2 separate regions of the Mus musculus genome follow, and region 1 is linked to region 2. The links are chromatin contacts, called in public HiChIP or PLAC-seq maps. All regions are on one chromosome and are shown on one strand. The core of a region is the stretch at or near the end of the contact, and the rest is flanking DNA. Distances in the headings are between cores, read along the strand shown. Region 1 has its middle 17 kb from the start of Gm26228. Region 2 holds the start of Gdf10 (growth differentiation factor 10).

Region 1 (4,409 bases), core at 1,679-4,178, 260 kb before region 2:
GTGTGTGTGTGTGTGTATACTCCACACTGGGTAATCCTTAAGTTACATGACATATAAATACACACACACACACACACACATATGTGTATATATATATATATGTATATATATATGTTTTTCACACTCATTGAGAAGATTCAAATATATGTATTTTCAAAACTACCTGTCTTCAGTCTCAGTTCGGGGGAGGTAAATTCATGGAAGTGTGAGAAACTGCCTGATGCCTTTACTCAGAGAAGCACAAGCCAATTAGTTCAATTGAAACTGGTGGGGCTGAGGTGGAGAAGGGGTCACTTAGCTTATGTCTCTGGGGTGACCAAAGAGAAGGAACAGGTGGGACATATTAGCACTGCAGAACAATGGTTTTCATAATGTGAGGTTGTGAGTAGTTACACGTCAGTGAAGTGTTATGCTCTCACAGGATGTTGAAGGATGCTTAAGGATGGCTTTAGCCTCCGTTAAAACATTTCTGTGTTCAAAACCACTAGTCCCATGAGTCTGAAGAAAAAATGTAAATAAATCACAAAAACAGATCGGCAAAAACAAAACCACCAGCAATAACAATAACAATCCTCTCAAAAAACAAACAAAGAACACAACACAATACAACCAAACAACCAACAAAACAAAACAAAACAAAACACAAAAACAGAAAACTGTGAACTTTGCTTTCCTTCCCATGGAAGATATCTTTACTGAAAGTCCTTCATATGTAAGCAAGCAGAGAAATAAACAACCATTTCCTTAAACTCAAAGTCTGACTTGCTCATTCTGCATGCTGCTTCTTACTGCCTAGGAAGAGGGCACTCCCTGTAATTATGTAATTATGCCAACACCAGACTAAGACAGCATCCTTCCTAGAGACCTGCTCACACTGAAATGCATTGCTGGAGAGTGATGCACTTGGACAATAATATACTCATTACTTGAGGTGGGTGATACACTTCACTCTCAAAGCATCTCTGTGTCCCCTCTACCTTGGTTAAGGAGCTCACTGGCAGTTAGGTCTGTGAGGAGTGGATAGGTCTAAGGGAAGGCACAGCAGGTGCCGGGACAGTGCACAAACTAGTGGTAAGAAGCTGATGCACAATTGTAGGTGCATCAAGCCATAGAGAGTTAGAACAAGGAAGAGACCATTGCACATGGTCTTAATGAGAATGGAGGCCCAACCAGCGGTATCTGAGGGCCAAGGTCAAATGGAAGGCACTCAAGAAGCAGAATCTGTTATTCAACCTCATGGATAAATTTTTTTTTGCATGAATTTTGTGGAAGAGGGTTTTAAGTCAAAACACAACACTCTTTAACAAACGGTACTGGAAAGCCTGATTATCCACAGAAAAGTAATGAAATTAGATCCTTCTCTCATACCATAAACAAAATCCAACTCCATACGCACTGAAGATTTAGACCTGAAGCATCTCGAGGTCCTAAGGAAAACCAAACACGACATTGGTTTTGGTGGCGGGGTTTGGATTTGCGATCCAAAGCACAGGCCTCCGATATGCAAATGGGATTACATGAAATTGCACTGTTTCTTCACAGAAAATGGAAATCAGCAAGAGAGTAAAGAGGCAGTCTATGGAACAGGAGAAAATCGTTGCGAAGCATCTCTTTGATGAAGTTAATCATCTTCTAAAATGTATTTGAAACTACAATTCAACAGCAAAACGCCAAATGGCCTAGTTACTTGAATAAGTGCTCACCAGTGAAGACATACAGTCGGCCAGCAAGTATAATAAGTGCTCACTCTCATGCTCATCAGCAAAATGCAAGTCAAGGCCACAGTGAGATCCACCTGACACCAGCTGGGACGGCAGCCACAATAGGGACAAACGATTACGAGTGTGGAGGATGCAGAACGGTTCTGGTGGGGATCACAGAGTGGCAGAGCCACTAGAACGGTAGGAAATATGAATGGAGTGACTGCATGACCCAGCAATCCTGTTTCTAGGTATTTCTTCAAAAGGATTGGACTCAGAATCTTGATGTGGCATCTATATCCATATGTCACAACAGCAAAGATGGGGAAAACCTGGCGCTTACAACCACACCACTCCATCTCCTTCTCGTGGGTACACCCACTGTCAGTAAGCAGCTCCATAAGTTATATCTGCCTGATCCCATAACATATACCATCCCATGCCTTCATCCACTGATAGACCAATGGGAAGGAAATGCATGCAGCTGTGCTAGAGATAAAGCTACAGAATATGATTTTAGGTAAAAATAAGTCATGAATTCTTCATGATTCCACTTACATGAAGTATCTGCAACAATCCGCTGTGTGAAATCAGAGAAGGAAGTAGGGGCTGCCATGGGCTCAAGGAGGGGGGAAATGGGAATATTTTTTTCCACTGGCATAAAGTTTGTATTATGCAAGATGGGTTAAGTTCTGGAGACCCATGCGAATGACATGCTGGTGTGTACGTTAAGAGGCTGGACCTCACATTGTGTTCCTGCAAAAACCACAAAGAGCCACAGAAGAACAAAAGGATATTTTGGGAGGTGATAAATGTGTTCACTTGGCTACGGTGGGGGATCGCAGGTGTACACATATGTCCAAATTCATGGAGATATCTACATCAGATGTGGGTGATATTTTGTACTTCAGAAGTATGTATTAATAAAACTAAATATTAAACTTAGCAGGAAGAAGCTGTGAGGCAGGGAGATGGAAAGGGGTCAGGAAGGAATCAGGAAGGAGAAGGATCCAGAGTCCAGCGGGGAAAGTTTGTCTTGAAAAGAGGAAGGATATTTCTCAGATAAAGACCCACTGGGGGGAGATAGAGACATTCAGAGAAGGGGAGAGAAAGTGAGAACATCGTTATTGAATGAAGTTCTCGATAAATCACAAGACACATCCATCTGCTGCGAGTCCAGGAAGTGGGGTCTGGCTCGAGGGCTCCGGAAGAGGAGGAAGATTGGGAACAGCTGCTGAGGGCTATGCTGGGGAAGGCAGGCAGCAGGGGATGGGGAACAGGGCTACTCAGCAGTGCTGGAGCTATGGTGGTTAGCAAGCATCGCCTTGTCAGGGGGCCAAGCAGAAAGTTGCACGCGCGGCAGCATAGCCAGGAGAGAGGTAGGCAGGTGGTGGCTGATCTGGGCTGATTGGTGACAAGGTGGGACTAGAAAAATGTCAGGAGAGGAGGGTCAGGAGTTGGGACTGAGCATGAGAACAGAGTTGACAATGGTTTCAGGATGAAATGCTGGTCTGAACAGGGCTGGGGAGATGGTGAACAGGGCCTGTAGCAAGATGGAAGAGCAGATTAGGACTAGTGGTGCGGCAGGAGAGGGCACAGGCTTGCTTGCAGCTGCAGTGTCTTTAGAGGGATAAAGAAATGTGAGGTGGAAATGTATCCCTATGAGTCTGGAAAGGGTCACCAGTGGTCCCCAGAGGCAAGAGAAGCAGAATTCTAGATGATTGGTCAGCCTAGAGGCTGCTGTCTGTCCCTATCCAGTCTTGATCGCTAATGGCAGAGACAGAGTAAGAACAAGGGCCAGGGATGCCGGTAGCATCCTCTGAGAGGTGGGGCCTTGGGAGTATGGTGCATCATGGGATGACTGTCCCAAGGGAGGGAGTCTCAAAATGTCTTTTTCCCTAGCAATGTTCCAAGTGTTGGAGCTGTGTCATAGGACGGTGTGTGATGGGAGGTGGTATATGTAAGCAGTCAGGGCAATTACTGACAAAACACTAGGCATTTCCAGGGAGATGGAAGGGAATAGTTTGAGAATACTAACATCCGCCATGAGATGAAAGGACATGAGAGTCCAAGACTGATACCACTGAGATTGTCGAAGCGGTGAATCTTGGTCACAGGGTGAGTAACTATGGAAAGGAGGAGAGGGACTTAGGGACACAACTTAAGACAGGAAGGATGGAGCAGAGGGCCAGGCGACTGTCATTGTTGTGGAGATGTTGAAAAGTAAGTTATGAGAGCATCAAAGAGGTCACAAAAGTCAGGGGACTAACAAAAGTTGGCCGGGATTGTGAATATAGGAACAGTTAAAAATCAATTAGTGCCAGGCATGGTGGTACACACCTTTAACCTTAACACTTGGGAGGCAGATCTCTGCGAGTTTAGGCAAGCCTGGTCTATGTAATGAATACCAAGTTAGCCCGGGATACATAATAAGACCCTGTTTCAAATGTTTAAGAAAACATCAAGAATTTAGAATTTAGCAGTGGGGGATATAACAAAGTCCCAGCAATGGGAACTGACCAGAACTGCCCATGAAGCAGCAGGAACTCTAAGAAGTGGTGCCAGCGGGATGTGCCAGCAAAAAGGGAGGGATCAGAAGTTCCCGGTGCTTCAGGGATGAAGAGGAAGGTGGAGACCAGGGTTGAGCACTGGGGACAGAAAACGCCAAGTTTCAGGAAAGGTCTAATGTTCCTATTAACAAAGTTCTGG
Region 2 (4,739 bases), core at 472-2,971:
GGAAAATTTCAATTATTGCACTGTGATCCCTCCAAAATAAAGTAACTATTTTGGCTCCCAAAGCCCAGAGTCACCAGGTAAGAGGAACATTGGGTTCATGAGTGTACTAACTATTAGCCTGCAGCACAGAGAAGAGTGTGGGCTTGAAGGGGGTCCTGTCCCTCTAATGCAGGGGTTCTCAACCTGTGAGTTGCAACCATTTTGAGGGTCTAATGAAATTTTCAGGTGGGTCTGCTAAAACCATGTGAATGGAAAACAGATATTTATGTTACAATTCAAGACAGCAATTAAATTACAGTTAAGAAGTAGCAATAGAAATAATTTTATGGTTGGGGTTTACCAAAACAGGAAGAACTGTATTAAAAGGTCACAGCATCTAGAGTCTAAAGAGTCCTTCACGTTTAGGTCCCTGGGCGTCTTTCTAGCCTGCTAAATTCTGTGGACTCCTCTCCTAAAGAATGTTTTTAAATGCACAAAATGGAATTCCCAAGTTAACAGAGAAAACCAACAGTACTCTAATATATAAAAATATCTTAAAGCACCTCTGCAGCATGACAATAATAAATATTCTATTTCATTAATTCCTTAATTAGCAGGGCCCAAGACTTGTTGTAATTTCAATAGTGTTTAAGCAAAAAATTTACTTTGGGAAATCTGGAAAACCTTCCCAGGTCCAATGAAAATATCTAACTAATGTCTATCTGTGAAAAGCCACAGCACTTGCCACTATGACTGCTTTCTTGTTCACATAACATTAGAAATTACTATGTTTCAGTTAAAGTTGGTAAAAATGACCAGATCTTCCCCCACCAGGACCCCGAATTCTATCTATAGGGAGGTAAGTTTGCTAGAGTGAAGCACCTTTGGGGCTGCCCTTCTGCCCCGGGACTAAGCTGCCCTAGCAGGGGTCAGCGACACCCTACACCAGCACTTCATTCGGAACTCTTTTTCAAGAAAACTGTGGGCTTTTTCTCCTCCTTCCCTGACGCTTTGAAACTTTTTACAAAGTAAATTGAAAGCATGCCCTTTTCTTTTTTAAGCAATCCTGTCCGATGTTTTCTACAGACCTTTCCTGTGTGTCTTCAACAAGTGGAAACACCGTTGCCAAAGAAAGGGTCAAGTTAACCTGATGATTCTAATTTTGTGTTTTGATCAAGATCTTGCTTCCACCGATTTAGGTTGGTTGAGCTTTGGAAACACACACACACACACACACACACACACACACACACACACACACCTTCTGTTGTTAAATCGCCGGAGCTCCTGTTCCCAAGACTGCACCTTTGCATTTTGAGCACACACTAGCTCAGAGACAACTAGGCACACATGGCCTCTGGGTCCTCATGGGGGAGCTGTCATCTTCCAACCACATAGCCATAGCATGCCATTGCAGGGACAACCCCGCAGGCGGGCCCCCTCCAAAGCCCGCCCAGCCCCCGCGACGCCCTGGCTCAGCTGCAGGCAGCGACACTCCGGAGCCGGCTGCGGGGCTAGTCTCCGGCTCTCGGCGGGGGAGCGGGGAGCGCGCCCGCCCACACCCACGGCCCCCACACTCGGGAGCGCACACCCCGGCGCGCGCACGCCCGCACACCGGGACGCACGCACAGCACACCGGGGCCACAGACCGTCTCTTGGCGGCGGCGAGTGGGGACACAGCAGGATCCCCGCCCCCCGCACCCCCGAGGGCGCTATCGGCCACCTCGCCCCGCCCCGCCCCTCGAACTCGCCAGTCCCGGCGCCGCTCCGTGGGCTGCAAAGTTTGCAGCGCGAGGCCGTCAAGGGAGCGCGCCGGCGCGGGCTCGGCTGAGCTCCACGCGGCTCAGGATAGCCGTGGTCGCTGGCCCGGCGGCGCGGATGCTCGGCGCACAGCGCTGCTACAGAGAGCCAATCCCGATACCTCGAGTGGGGTCATCCGGGCTGTCCGAGTCCCACAGGGACACTCCAGCCGCGGACGAGGTGCACAGCCAACACTGAGCCCTCCTTGTCTGTTCTCCTGGGCTCAGACCCTTCACCACCGTTACTCAGCCATGGCTCCAGGTCCTGCTCGGATCAGCTTGGGGTCCCAGCTGCTGCCCATGGTGCCGCTGCTCCTGCTGCTGCGGGGCGCAGGCTGCGGCCACAGGGGCCCCTCATGGTCCTCATTGCCCTCGGCAGCTGCCGGTCTGCAGGGGGACAGGGACTCCCAGCAGTCACCCGGGGACGCAGCAGCCGCTCTGGGCCCAGGCGCCCAGGACATGGTCGCTATCCACATGCTCAGGCTCTATGAGAAGTACAACCGAAGAGGTGCTCCACCGGGAGGAGGCAACACCGTCCGAAGCTTCCGTGCCCGGCTGGGTAAGTAGAAGATGCACCGGGAGTCCTAATCCATCAGTTCTCTATCTGTTTTCTCTGTTCCTTCGCAGCTTTCTTCTCCCTTCCTTTCTTGTACTGACTTTTAATTCATCTTTCCACTGACAATCCACTCAGTTCCCTGAACCAGGCCAGAGCTTGCAGTTGGGACAAGTGGTACTTGGTGGCAGACCTCCTGTCCCTGGGAGCTTGCACAACTGCTGGACAACTATCAGCATATACTCAAGGCTTTAGGCACAGAATGGAGATGGGCATGGACTGAGGACCATCCGTGCCATAAGTTGTGCTGGCACTTGCTGTATGGGGGTCACAGGGATTGCTCAGCGAGTCACAAGGCAGCACCAGTGGAAGTGCCAAGCACGGAGCCCGGATAGGAAGCTTGATTTGGGTAGCAAGAAAGCACAGAGCACTAAGAGCCTGTGACCTCAGGACGGAAAACTTCAGAAGAAAGGTCTCAGAAAAGGTCCAGAAGCACCTTGCCCAGGTCCTGGTCCATGCCCCACTTTACTCTCTTCACACCTAGGGATGAACTTGCCAGAGGCCATTTGACAGAGGCTCTCCCCACCCTCTTCTTAGGGAAGGTGGCTCTGAGCCCCAGCCCACTAACTTTGGGCTGAGAAGCCCTTGCAAGGCCCGGGCTAAGTGCGGGAGTGCTGAGGAAGTGAAGTCTGGGAAGCAGGTGGTGAGAAGACCCTGGTTGTCATGGTGACTGCTCATGGTTTCAGAATGCCTTTCCAGAAAATGTGGGCAGGGGTCTCCTGCAGTCCTGTCTGGGAGGAGGCCGTTCCCCAGGAGAAAAATCCTTCTGTCTGCGCTCTTCTTTCCCAAGGTCGATAGGCGCAAACCTTGGCGATCTTCGAGGCTGACCTGTACAGCCCCAGGGCTTCCCACCTGCTGCTCACTGGGCGCCATCTTGGCTTCCGATTCAGACAGAACATGGGTAATGGGGCATCTTTTCCAAAGAACAGAGCCTTCGTCGTACCAGGATGTGTTCCTAGGTTCTAGGCCAACTCTGGCCTCCCTGGGACCTTTTAGTCAATGCCTGGCATTCGTTTCTGGAGAAGCTTTATTAAAGTAAGCCCCTTAAGGAACATTTGGCACTATTGAGTTAAATCATTAAAACTATGTGGACTTGTTTGTACTTTATAAAATGGGCAGCACACAGCAGCATCCCCCTTTCTGGGGTGGAAGAAAGATGAAATGGAGTAATACTGTACGTCCAGCGCCCTGGCCAGATTGAGTAGTGTTGTAATGCTTGGAACAGAAAGTACTGTGATTGGTGCTTTGTGTTCCTATAGGCTTGAACTTGACCTGTGTTGCCCATTAACTCTTGCCCCTGGAACCTTGAAGTGCAAACAGAAAGGTCGTCAGGGGTCACCACTGCAAGAAGTGAGCGTATCCCACTGGGCACAAACATCTGCTGCAGCCTGGTTATGGAGGGGTACAGTAGTGTCTGTTTTCACCATACCAAGGTGATGAGACTTCCTAGCACAAAATAATAGTGAACATTTTAATGGCCTGGGGACTGGACCTTAAATCCAGCACTCCCATTTCACAGATAAGGACAGAAAGACAGATCAGGGGAGAAAGTTGTTGCATCAAGGAGGCAACAACAGCCATTTCCACTGCCACCCTCTCTCCATCAGAACTAAGCTCAAAGCCTGGGAGCAGATTATCAGTCAGGTTGGAAGAGACAGGTTTAAGAAATCAGAATTCCCGTGCAGTCCTGAAGTGTCGAAAAGTATCCTTTCACTTGGATCCCTGATACAAGCTAAAGAGTGAGTTCCAACTTCAGCAGTTACTGTCCGTGTGCTGTGGGACCTGTCTCCTCCCTGTTCTGAACATGTTTTCTTGTGTGTATGTAGACGAGGTGAGTGGTGAATAGAAGGTAGATTCCTGTCTGGCATTGGTCAGAGTTTGGTTGTTTGTACCTTGCCTAGACGTATCTGCATTGCTTCATAATTAGTCTCAGATGTTCCTTCCACTTGATCTGGAGAGCCGTCTGTTGGGGTGTTGTGAGCAGAACACAGACCCCTTGCCTCCGCCCTGATCCTGGAGCCTACTAATCCCAGCAGACTCCACACCGGCAGGTTTCTGCTGTCTCCCCAGGGTAGCACCTACTCCCAAAACCTGTAACAGCTGTTTCACCCTCATCTGCAGGAGGCTTAGGTTCTGAGTGTGAGTCTGTTGGCAGCACCCTGACCCAGTTCTCAGACCCCACCAAGGGACAGCACTTCTCAGGACTTCTAAGTGTTTCTTTCCACTTCTAAGTTGTGACTCCCCTCCTAACTGATAACAGCTTTAAAGGAACTCAGAAGTGGCAAGTACTTTGAACAGTTCTTGCTATGTGCTCATTTGCAATTTATTAGCTTTTAGCTAGATCACAC

The links. HiChIP or PLAC-seq counts read pairs in DNA pulled down with a chosen protein or histone mark.
Region 1: a contact with region 2 is called in an H3K4me3 HiChIP or PLAC-seq map of stem cell-derived neural progenitor cells, with 5 times the contacts expected there. The contact joins the enhancer-like site here to the promoter of Gdf10 in region 2. A contact is called at or near these places in 21 of 39 promoter capture datasets (the 3T3-L1 cell line, 3T3-L1-derived adipocytes, the HPC-7 cell line and 12 more), 3 of 15 datasets of contacts at CTCF or cohesin (embryonic stem cells, hippocampal excitatory neurons and stem cell-derived epiblast-like cells), 75 of 484 Hi-C or Micro-C datasets (the 3T3-L1 cell line, 3T3-L1-derived adipocytes, the C10 cell line and 38 more), 26 of 115 datasets of contacts at active chromatin or transcription factors (SST interneurons, VIP interneurons, astrocytes and 16 more) and 2 of 9 other capture datasets (embryonic stem cells and embryonic trunk).

The regions. Positions count from the first base shown.
Region 1 is chr14:33,659,358-33,663,766 of GRCm38.p6, forward strand. No RefSeq gene overlaps it. Among named protein-coding and RNA genes, the nearest start is that of Gm26228, 17 kb to the left of the region's middle. Within about 2 kb of position 2,929, at least 6 of the 459 cell types and tissues checked have an H3K27ac peak or open chromatin away from gene starts, as enhancers often do.
Region 2 is chr14:33,921,866-33,926,604 of GRCm38.p6, forward strand. It overlaps Gdf10 (growth differentiation factor 10), which reads left to right and starts at 1,722. Exons shown (of 3, transcript NM_145741.3): 1 at 1,722-2,337. The coding sequence starts at 2,031. It overlaps Gm30031 (a long non-coding RNA gene), which reads right to left and starts at 1,234. Exons shown (of 4, transcript XR_001781214.1): 1 at 1-1,234.